2 separate regions of the Mus musculus genome follow, and region 2 is linked to region 1. A link is a contact called in public HiChIP or PLAC-seq data. All regions are on one chromosome and are shown on one strand. The core of a region is the stretch at or near the end of the contact, and the rest is flanking DNA. Distances in the headings are between cores, read along the strand shown. Region 1 overlaps Ak9 (adenylate kinase 9). Region 2 holds the start of Ccdc162 (coiled-coil domain containing 162).

Region 1 (5,194 bases), core at 413-2,912:
TGGGAGGGGTACGAGGAGAGGGTCTAATGAAGGTTCAACAATGGGCACACACCTGGTCAGAACATTGGCAGACACACAGGTTCAAGGAGTGGCCAGAGCTCTGTGCACCTCTATTTTTCTAAATCAGTGAAGCTAGTTCTGCTAACACTGACGTCTGAGAGCCATCTGTTCTTGGCCCTGAGCCGGGGCCCAGGTGCTTGACCACCGATATTTGGCCCCTGTCCCGGTATTATTCAGCCTTAATCTTTAACTGTTAATCTTTAACTGAACTTTCTTGTAACTTTTGAGAACTTAGCTCTGGTACTTTTTCATGCCTTGCAAAATGGCGTTACTGCAGCTAGCTTGCTAAGCCTGATGGTGGGGTCTTTCACATCCTTCTCTCACCTCCCATCCTTTTTCATTTCCAGCCTCCCTTTCACGTACCCAGTTCATCCATGGCTGCTGGACAGCTACACAAACTGAGCCCACTTGGAATGACTTTGGGTCCTACACCTGGGTTCCTAGTTCCAGCCTTAAGTTCAGTGGGAATGAGTAGAATCCAAATTAGCAAACATAATCCCCAGACAAGTGATATGCAGAGGATATGGACTTGCTCGGGGGGAATGTGAGATGTTTCTTGGAGGTCCCTAAAATACTTGGAGCCAATCAGCATGGGCTGCTGCCCCTCAAAACCTGAAACTCAAAGGGGATGGAATATGCTGTTAGGCTTAATTGCTAAGGGATGCCAGTATACCCAACTGGCTGAAAAGACGGGCCGTGGAAATCTCGTTAGAAATGAAAAGGCCAGTAAATTGTAGTCTGGTGAGAAAATGGTAAATTACAAATATTAAAAAATTGGTTATGTGGGTGGGGTGGCCGGAGAGATGGCTCCAGGGTTAAGAGCACTGTCTGCTCTTCCAGAGGACTTGAATTAGATTCAGCGCCCATATGATGGCTAACATTCGTCTATAATTCCAGTTCCGGGGTATTGGCACTCTCAGACATATGTGCAGGCAAACCACCCAGGAAGAAAGAAAGGAAGGAAAGAAGGAAGCAAGGAAGGAAGGAAGGAAGGAAGGAAGAAAGAAAGAGAAAAAGAAAGAAAGAAAGAAAGAAAGAAAGAAAGAAAGAAAGAAAGAAAGAAAGAAAGGAAGAAAGAAAGAAAGAAGGCAAGCAAGCAAGCCAGGCGTGGTGGCGCACGCCTTTAATCCCAGCACTCGGGAGGCAGAGGCAGGCAGATTTCTGAGTTCGAGGCCAGCCTGGTCTACAAAGTGAGTTCCAGGACAGCCAGGGCTATATAGAGAAACCCTGTCTCAAAGAAAAAAAAAAGAGAGAGAGAGAGAGAGAGAGAGAGAGAGAGAGAGAGAGAGAGAGAAAGAAAAGAAAAGAAAGGGAGGGAGGGAGGAAGGGAGAGAGGGAGGGAGGGAGAGAGAAAGAGAGTGAGAGAGAGAGAAAGTGGGTGGTGCTTAAATCCCCAGAAAAAAAGTTTTTGTAGTCAACTCCCAGTCTTCTAATAGGGTTAGGGGAATTTTCTTTTTTCTTTTCTCTTCCTCTCTCCCCCCACCCCCACAACTCCCTCCCTCTTCCTCCTTTTTTTGAAGCAATGCTCCCTATAGCCTGGGCTGACTTTGAACTTGGACTGTTGTTATGTAGCCAAGGATGACCTTGACATTCCGATCCTCCTGCTTCCACTTTCCAGGGCTGGAATCTCGAGCATGTGAGGGGCTGGGGATGGAACCCGGCTTTCCTGCATGTGAGCTAAACATCTTCCAGCCAAGAGGCATCCTCAGCCCTGTATTCTAGCTTAGTTTTTATTTAAGAACTGTATATTAAATTTCTCTCTCTCTCTCTATCTCCCCCCCCCCTCTCTCTCTCTCACACACACACACACACACACACTCATTTTTAAAAAGATTTGTTATTTTTATTTACGGGTATGTGTGTTTATCTGTGCATGAGAACAGTACCCTCAGAGGCCAGAGACTCCCTGAAGCTGACATTCTAGGCACTGGTAAGCGGTGCTGCTAAGAGGCTGCTTTCTGGGCCCTCTCTATGCCCTACATTTTTAAACCATTTAACACTTTAGCTGTTTTATACAGCTGCTAAACATTTGTCCTTATTTTAAAAACACATTCGGGGGTGGGGGTGGGGGGCTGGAGAGATGGCTCAGTGGTTAAGTGCACTGACTGCTCTTCCAAGGTCCAGGCAAACTACATGGTGGCTCACAACCATCTGTAACGAAATCTGGCGCCCTCTTCTGGAGTGTCTGAAGTCAGCTCCAGTGTACTTACATGTAATAAATAAATAAATCTTTAAAAAATAAAATAAGATAAAAATGTATTCAGATCTAACAATTTTCCCCTCCCTTACACTCTTTTGACATATTTCATAAAAATCTGCATTTCCTCTTAGAACCCTAGTGACTTCTAGCTATAGAACCACATATTAAGCATATTTCAATCAGGGAAGAATGGGGGCAGCCTGTCAGTTACGACGGATTTTAGTTATTTTGTTGGGAAAATGACAGTGTCTTATGTTCAGAAAATATACAAACAATTTCTTATGTAAAAAGTATGACCAAGATTTCTATTAGTTTTGTCTCTTGAAGGTTTCTAATGTTTACTGGGTAATTTTCTTTAATAGAGACTAGCTTTCTACTGAAAATGTGAAAGGAAGGAATGAAGGAAGGAAGACAAGGCTAGGCATAGTAGGAAGACAAGGCTAGGCATAGTAGCACACACCTTTTTTTCCTTTTTAAAATTGACTTTAGGGCTGGTGAGATGGCTCAGTGGGTAAGAGCACCCGACTGCTCTTCCAAAGGTCCAGAGTTCAAATCCCAGCAACCACATGGTGGCTTACAACCATCCTTAACGAGATCTGACTCCCTCTTCTGGAGTGTCTGAAGACAGCTACAATGTACTTACAGTAAATAAATAAATCTTTAAAAAAAAAAACAAAACAATGAATTAAAAAAAAAAATTGACTTTAGGGCTGGGCAGTGGTGGCACACTCCTTTAATCCCAGCACTTAGGAGGCAGAGGCAGGCGGATTTCGAATTCAAGGCCAGCCTGGTCTACAGAGTAAGTTCCAGGACAGAGAAACCCTGTCTTGGAAAAAACAAAACAAAACAAAACAAAACAAACAAACAAATAAATAAAATTGACTTTACATCCTTATCGATGCCCCCATCCTGGTCCCCTCTCAAGGCCCCTCCCCCTCCTCTTCTCCTCTGATCTTCTGAGAGGGAGGAGGTATGTCCCACCCTGGCACACAAGTCTCTGCAGGGCTAGGAGTGGCACACATATTTAATCTCACACTGGGGAGGCAGAGGCAGGTGGAGTTCTGTGAGTTCCAGGCCAGCCTGGTCTACCTAGTGAGTTCCAGGATGGCCTGGGCTGTGTGGAGAGACCCTGTCTCAACCTGGCCTCCCCATAAAAGAGAAAAAAAAAACAACAAAAAACAAAAGAAAATACATGTAGTACGTATTTTAATATCTCAAATGGAATGCCTATTTTGTGGGAGCATCAAATTTAGGGGGAAAAAAGGAATAAAGTTGAAAGCTGCATGAATACTCAGAGGGTGACCCTTCCTGGTTAGGCCTTTTGAGTCCATCTGAGGCCCAGGAACTACATACACAACATTAGGCAGGAGGGAAGTATACTTCAGAAAATGCAGGGTATTAATTCTGCTCTTCAATTCCCTCTGTCCCTTGGAGAGTTCTGGGATTTGGGTCTCTGTAACGTAAGCAAGCTACCCAGTAACTGGGTCTATGTTTTTCAAGGATAAAAATGTCTGTAGCTTATGGTCGAAGTCGATGGCTCTGAACTGAGGCTCCTTGTACTTCCGGGTCATCTTGGAACTGAGGTACGTTATGAGTTCGCATCTTTCCACAAACTGCTCCAGCTTCTTCTTATATTTTTTCCTTGAATATTCAGAACCCTTGGGATTGAATGCTGTAGAAAATGTCACAGAGTTGGGAATGTTTTCTGACAGGTGGTTAGTAAGCCATGCCAGAGGAGAACTTCACGTGTAAGGAGAGCACACCCAGCCAAGGGGGAGATGGTCCCATCCCACATAGGTTAGAGGGCTGTCTAGCTTAGGTCATCATTTTCTGGACTCGCTTTTCTCTATGGCATGGATTTTTGAGTGCTGACTCTAAGTTTTGTTTTTGAGAGAGGGCCTTACTAAGTTACTGGACTGAGCTAGAGTCGGCTCCGTAGCCTGGGCAGGCTTTGATCTTAGTAATCCTCCTCAGCCTCCTGCTGGCTTTTACAGACCTGCACCACTGGGTCCAGTGCATCGTCCTTGATTGAAAAACTCGGGATTTCAGTTTTGATATTTTCCTATAGATATTTACCCTGTATTTCATTTGCCCCCTCCCATGCAAGCAGACAATCAACCTCGTTTAACAACCCTGTCTACCACGTACGGTACAACAAGTGCGCAGCTTTTCTGAATGGGGCATCATTTCAGAAAGGCGTACCTTTGAGATGAAACGCTATGTAAAGGAGCACGGACCTCCTCACACTTAGGAAGGGGAGCTTGGGTTTCAGGTTCCCTGCCGCATTCATTGCCTTGATCAGGGAAGTTGCTGTCCCCTGCAGGTAAGAGACAATTTAAATCAGTGTATATCTGAGTTCAAGTTTGTTCTTAATGAAGACAGATCAAAGTCTTTTTCTTTTTATCAAATAGCCTTCCTGGGATGGGGATGATTAGACAACCATCTAGTCGACAGGAAAGAAACACACTACATTTGATGAGGAAATGCAATATAACTGGACGTAATGCGGGCTGGTGGGGGCCGCATGCCTTGAAGTTAACAAAGAAAGATGGAGTTACCTTGGCTCATGTCTGCTTGTGTGGGTGGCACTGGTGGCCTGCCTCCTACTCTGTGTTCTTGGCCACATGACAAGGAATTCCAGAGACCAGTGTCACTGTGACCAAGTTCCTAGAGCTGTGAAGGTAAAAGAGGCCTTCTAATAAAGCAGGGCCTTAGAGAACACCCCTCCCTGTGTGTTCTTCCTTGGTAGGTTCATAGAGAGCCCATGGAAAGCTAGCTTTGTCTCCAGCTCTCCCTTCTGGTTTTCTTTCAGATATTTCTGAGGCATTCTTGCTATGTAGCTTACTCAGGTATGTGTCATTGGAGACTAACTTTCTAGGGAAATTGACAAAAATAAAGTGCTTAAGAAGTGACAAAGCTGTAAAACTGAGCTTT
Region 2 (5,319 bases), core at 586-3,085, 280 kb before region 1:
TTCCACATGCTATAGTCATAGGTATGTACAGCCATGCCTGTTTATAAAAAGGACTTTTTTTTTTTTTTTTTTTACATATACATTTGAGACAGGGTCTCAGTAGGTAGCCCTGGCTGGCCTGGACCACATGGAGATCTACCTGCGGAGAGCTGGGATTAGGTTTGGGTCACCATGCCCTGCCTAGGAAAAGCAATTTTAAAGGACAATCTATTTCCCTAGGAAGTATCAAAAGGTGTGCAACATAAACAAAAGGTATGCGCAAGTGTGGACCTTCTGGAAAAAGGAACAAGTGTGACTCATCTTCATGGTGAGAAGCACCAGCTAGGAGCCCCAGCCACGGGTGGTTTGCTACAGGGGATTGTATTTAGAGCTGTTCGTAGCAGAGCGCAAGCCCCCAAACCCCAACCCTCTGGTTTAAGCAGTGGATCTACTGTAAGTGTCAGCCTCCTGGCCTTGGAAATGTCTGCAGTGAATTCTGTCCAAACTCCATCCTGTAATCTCTCCAGTTTCACTTTCCTCCACAGGAATATGAGCTCTGTCATTAAGGTTAGAAAGAAAGGGAAAAATCCCACCAGGGCCTTATCTCAGCCCTGAACACTTAGGAAAGGGTCTACACCTGCTCACTTACTAATAAAATCATTTTTGTGTGAAATAGATGGCTGGCTTTTAACTCAGTGGTAAAGGGTTTGACCTGGGCCAGACTCCCAGCTCAGGATAAAAACAAGGAAAATATATTGGGAAAACAAATTACCATACAAAAAGTGTAACCACTTATAACTATTTGAATGTTTCAAATAAGAATTGAGAATTGTCTCATAAAAGTATAAGATAGTTTGAAAAAAAAAACCACTTAAGATTTCAGAGTGAATATGAATAGACTTGGTTCAAAATCAGTCTTGTCTGCACAAGCCAAGAATTCCACAGAGCCTTGGGTTTCCCTGTAACATGAGGGTTCTACTAATCCTGCCTCACTAGGTTTCTGTGGGGGAGTACAGTGCCCAGCCAAGGGTCAGCAGTTAGGGAAAATTGTAAACCAGGGGTTCTCAGCCTTCCTAATGCCGTGGCCCCTTAGTTAAGTTCCTCATGTTATGGAGCCCCCAACCATAAAATGATTTCATTGCTACCTCATAACTAATTTTGCTACTGTTACAAATCATAATATAAATATCTCTGATATGCAGGATACCTGTTATGCAAACCCCGTGGAAGGGTCGCAGGAGGGGGTCGAGATCCACGGGTTGAGAATTACTGCAAAATGCTTTTGTTTATGTGCAGGGTGGAAAAAGTAAAAGATGAGTTCACATGGGCTAAAGCCAAAACTGTAGAAATCTCGGTAACTGAGTTGGAGTGTTCTAATTTGCTTACTTTCTTTGTGGAAATTGAAATTGCTTTTGCTTGTTTCGGATCCTAGGTTCCTAAAGGGAGAAAGACTATGGTGGAACCCTGTGGTGCAGAAACAACATGATCACACACAAGTTACTGCTGGAGTCTGTTTTGGTTGTTAGGGTGACATTTAGTTACTAGGAACCTGTGAAGAATGGTTTTGTCACTCCACAGTTACTAACGCAAACAAATCTGCCTCCACAGTTACCTGCTTGCCAAAGCCGCTGACTCTGGGTGGGCGGAGCCAAAGCTGTCTGTCCTGGGGGGGGGGGGGGGGGCGTTCTCTGGGCAGCTTCGGAGTTGCTGGGCAACTTCCTTGCTGGAACAGGAAGATTTCATTAATCTTTTCACTTCACTGAAAAAGAATTGTTTGGGTTCTCTTTAATTAGAAATTAGAAAGAGAGAGGGAGGGAGAGAGGAGGGGGCAGGGGAATCGGACCATTCTTGCCAAGGCAAGCCTCAACTTCCACGAAACTGTGAAGCCAGAGCAGTCCTGTGTTTGGAGCAGCAGGTATTGTGAGTCTTCTAATACTGGAGGGAGTTGGGCTCTAGAATTAACTGTACTGGAGCAGGTCACTGGCAGGGTGGTCATTTCTGCTTTGTTAGAGCTGGACTGGAGGGAAGTCAGCTTTGGGTGATGTAAGGTTGACGTGAGAGACACGCTACAGTAGACTATTCAGGATGGTGGCTTGAAAAACCCTGTGGGGTACCAGGGTAGGGACGGAACACCGCGGGCCTCATGCGTGCCTTGAATTCACGATCCTCCTGCCTCACCAAGTTTGTGCCACCATAGCCAGTTGATAAAGTAGTATTTTTAAGCCATAGCAAACTAAGATTAAACACAAGTTTGATTTTTTTCACAATGATTTATTATTTGTGGTTATGTGGATGTGGATGCCGTGTGTGTGTGTGAGTGCCCATGGAGGTCAGCGTATCAGATCTGGAGCTGAGGCAGTTCATGGGAGTGTCCCGGAGAGCTGCCCAAGCTCCTTACCCACTGAGCCATCTCACCAAAGACGCATGGGCGGGCAGATGCACGGCTGGAGTTATTGATGTGCCGTGAAGAACACCTGTTAGTGACTTCCTGAAGCGCTAGTGAGCGCTAACTGAAGCTGAGTCACTGAGCATTTCATAGATGTGACATATGGGTTAATGCCAGCTGGACCCTAGTCCTCTCCAAAAGAGCATCCAAGATGAAAGCTCTTCTTGGGCACCGCTGCATCTTTCTGTTAAAATGAGCTGAGGACGAATAAGAAACAATCACTTGCCCGAGAATGACTTACCGTGTAAATCAGTTAGCCCGACCAGTGCCCCCGAGGGTTGCTTGGATCCTGCCTGCTCGTCTCCAGGGAGCATTCCTCTTCCGGTGTCCTATCATACTTGATCAAGTGAGGAGAATTAGATGGAATCATTTCAGAGTAGTGGTTACGAAGCCTCTGATCTCCAGACACCCAACCTGGTGCCCTTTCAACTTACGACCCAGACTGTTGACCTGATCACGGACGGTCCTACGTTGTCACAGAGCTGCCTCAGAGCGTAAGAACAATAGAACAGCTTTCTTCTCTGCTGCTTTCTGCTAAAGTGGTTAAGTAGGCATTTACAAACCTCTCGGCATAGATAGTAATCATCACCGGGTGGGTGTGCAAACTGAGCACTCGAATTGCCTGTGACATTTAGTGTTTCTTGTATCAAACAGGAATTCGGTGAGTCTGTGTAAATAAGGAGACGACACCCAATAAGCCTGTGAAGGAAAGGGAAATCTAATTCCGTGGAAAGAAACTTTAGGCCACACACACATTGTTTCTCTAGGCTGTCCCCAAACTGGGAGTCCTCCTGCCTCCACTTCTGTAGTACTGGTACTGCAGGTGTGCACCACCACAGTGGGTTGAGGTGCAAATCTTGACCATTCTCTTCCGAGGCGTCTGTGGATTTGGCTTGTTGAGCTTTTCTTTGGTCTTCTGGCCTGTTTACTCTGCTGCCTCCCAGATCTAGTCTAGCTGTCTCTGCTAGGTGTTTTCTGTACCCAGCACACTTTTGTGTGGGGTTCCTTTGTTGAAACATCTCCTGGAGCACAAGCTAGCCTTGAGTTCACTGGTTATTTTTGTCTTCACATAGGCTGAGAGGTCTGAGCGCAAGTTTCTCTTTCTGCTCATCCTGTGGCATCCGGCACAGTGCTTGACCCAAAAGTGGCCTCTCACTGGGTGTTTGCTTGGTGATTGCATTTTGAAGATTACAGGAGGCTATTGTTTTGAGCACAGGGTTCCAACATCCAGGCCAAGCCCATTGGAGTTACTCATGCTAAAGCCAACAAAGCAAGGCTAAGTTATTTGGCTTTTCAGAAACAAGAGGTGACAAAATTAATAATTGCTCCAAATGGTCCTTCTTTTTTTTGTTGTTGTTTGGTTAGGGTTTGTTGTTTGGTTGGTTGGTTGTTTAGTTTGGTTTGGTTTTTTGAGACAGGGTTTCTTTGTGTATCTCTGGCTATCCTGGAACTTGTTCTGTAGACCAGGCTAGCCTTGAATTCACAGAGATCTACCTGCCTCTGCCTCTGCCTCTCTGCCTCTCTGCCTCTCTGCCTCTCTGCCTCTCTGCCTCTGCGAGTACTGGGATTAAAGGCATATGCCACCACTTCCAGGTTTGAATAGGCCAATTTTAATGCTCATAATAATGAGGTTTCCTCTGCTTTAATCTTCACAAAAGCAAACTATCTGAAATAACCTAATGTATTTTTGTCTCCTTGACTCCGTCTCACATAGGAAGTAGGGTTTTGTTTTGTTTTTCTGTTACTTTCTTTTTTATGTGTCTGAGTGTTTTGCCTTTTTGTGTGCCTGTGTACTCTTTAAGTGCAGTGCCTGTAGGGCCCCAAAGAGGATATTGGATCCTCTAAAAATGTAGTTAAACAGGAGTGAGCTGACATTCAGGTGCTGAGAATTGAACTGGGGTCCCCTGGGAAAAGAGCCAGTGCTCTTAACCACTGAGCCATCTCTCCAGCCCCAGCTTTGTGTTGTGTGTTCATGGTCATGGGAACTGAACTTGAGGCCTCACACATACCAGGCACTCATTCTACTGTGAAAATACACCCTACCTACCTACCTACCTACCTACCTACCTACCTACCTACCACAAGGAACCTAGCTCTGAAATAACAAATGCACTTTTCCTTCTTTGTACATTCTGCAGCCCTTTTCTGACTATACAACTGTGCAGCTCATTGGAGCACCTATTTTATGTACTGTTTCATGACTCCAGACTCACAGAGCCGACTAAGATCCAATTAAATGGGCTTCAGTTATGAACACTCGATAACCTCATTAATGATCTTATCTGAGCACTGGGCAGGCCGTTGTGGTTTCAGGCACCAAGTCAGCTTTGAGATGTATTTTAGATAGGCACTGGGAAGGAAGGGCCCAGCATTGTTTGCGTGGGACAGAGCTGGGATGGCTTTCACAGCCCATGGGCCTCAGAAGGAGGCTTCCTTTCGTGTAATGATGCCACTATGAGGAAGAGAATCAGGAGCCAAGCACGTTTTAACTGCTATTGCTATATCCGACTTGTTCAGTTAGGAGAATCTATTCTGTAATAAACACCTCTTTAGAGGCTATGAAGATGGCAATTCTGATAGCTGGGGTAAAGGAAGGGAACAGTAGATGACACAGGTGGCTGTGGCCACTCTAGACACTCAGCAAGTCCACCCTCTCGGTGTCATAGGTGCTGGGGCTTTGCCTGCTGTGATTCCCCATTCTCAATCTTGGTCTGTGTAGTTCTCGTCTGCCCCTTTCCTGAACCAGTGTTCATCCTCCCTCGTGCCATGCTTGTTAATTGGTGGCACTTTGAAATTGTAGTATGTCCACAGCCAGTCCTTTAGAGGTCTCAAATTCAAAGACATGACAAGAAAATAAAGGCATGAGACATTAAAGAGAGTGTGTTGGGGACAAA

Evidence for each region. HiChIP or PLAC-seq counts read pairs in DNA pulled down with a chosen protein or histone mark.
Region 2: a contact with region 1 is called in an H3K27ac HiChIP or PLAC-seq map of embryonic stem cells, with 5 read pairs. The contact joins the promoter of Ccdc162 here to the enhancer-like site in region 1. A contact is called at or near these places in 10 of 39 promoter capture datasets (the 3T3-L1 cell line, the HPC-7 cell line, embryonic stem cells and 5 more), 2 of 484 Hi-C or Micro-C datasets (CD8 T cells and trophoblast stem cells), 1 of 115 datasets of contacts at active chromatin or transcription factors (embryonic stem cells) and 4 of 9 other capture datasets (adipose tissue, embryonic stem cells, liver and 1 more).

What each region holds. Positions count from the first base shown.
Region 1 is chr10:41,431,824-41,437,017 of GRCm38.p6, reverse strand. Ak9 (adenylate kinase 9) reads right to left here. Exons shown (of 40, transcript NM_001370813.1): 39 at 4,463-4,577; 40 at 3,450-3,932. The coding sequence ends at 3,730. Among named protein-coding and RNA genes, the nearest start is that of Zbtb24, 16 kb to the left of the region's middle. Within about 2 kb of position 1,662, at least 8 of the 459 cell types and tissues checked have an H3K27ac peak or open chromatin away from gene starts, as enhancers often do. A contact at or near this core is called in embryonic stem cells, where this site is marked.
Region 2 is chr10:41,712,979-41,718,297 of GRCm38.p6, reverse strand. It overlaps Ccdc162 (coiled-coil domain containing 162), which reads left to right and starts at 1,835. Exons shown (of 48, transcript NM_001358562.1): 1 at 1,835-1,894.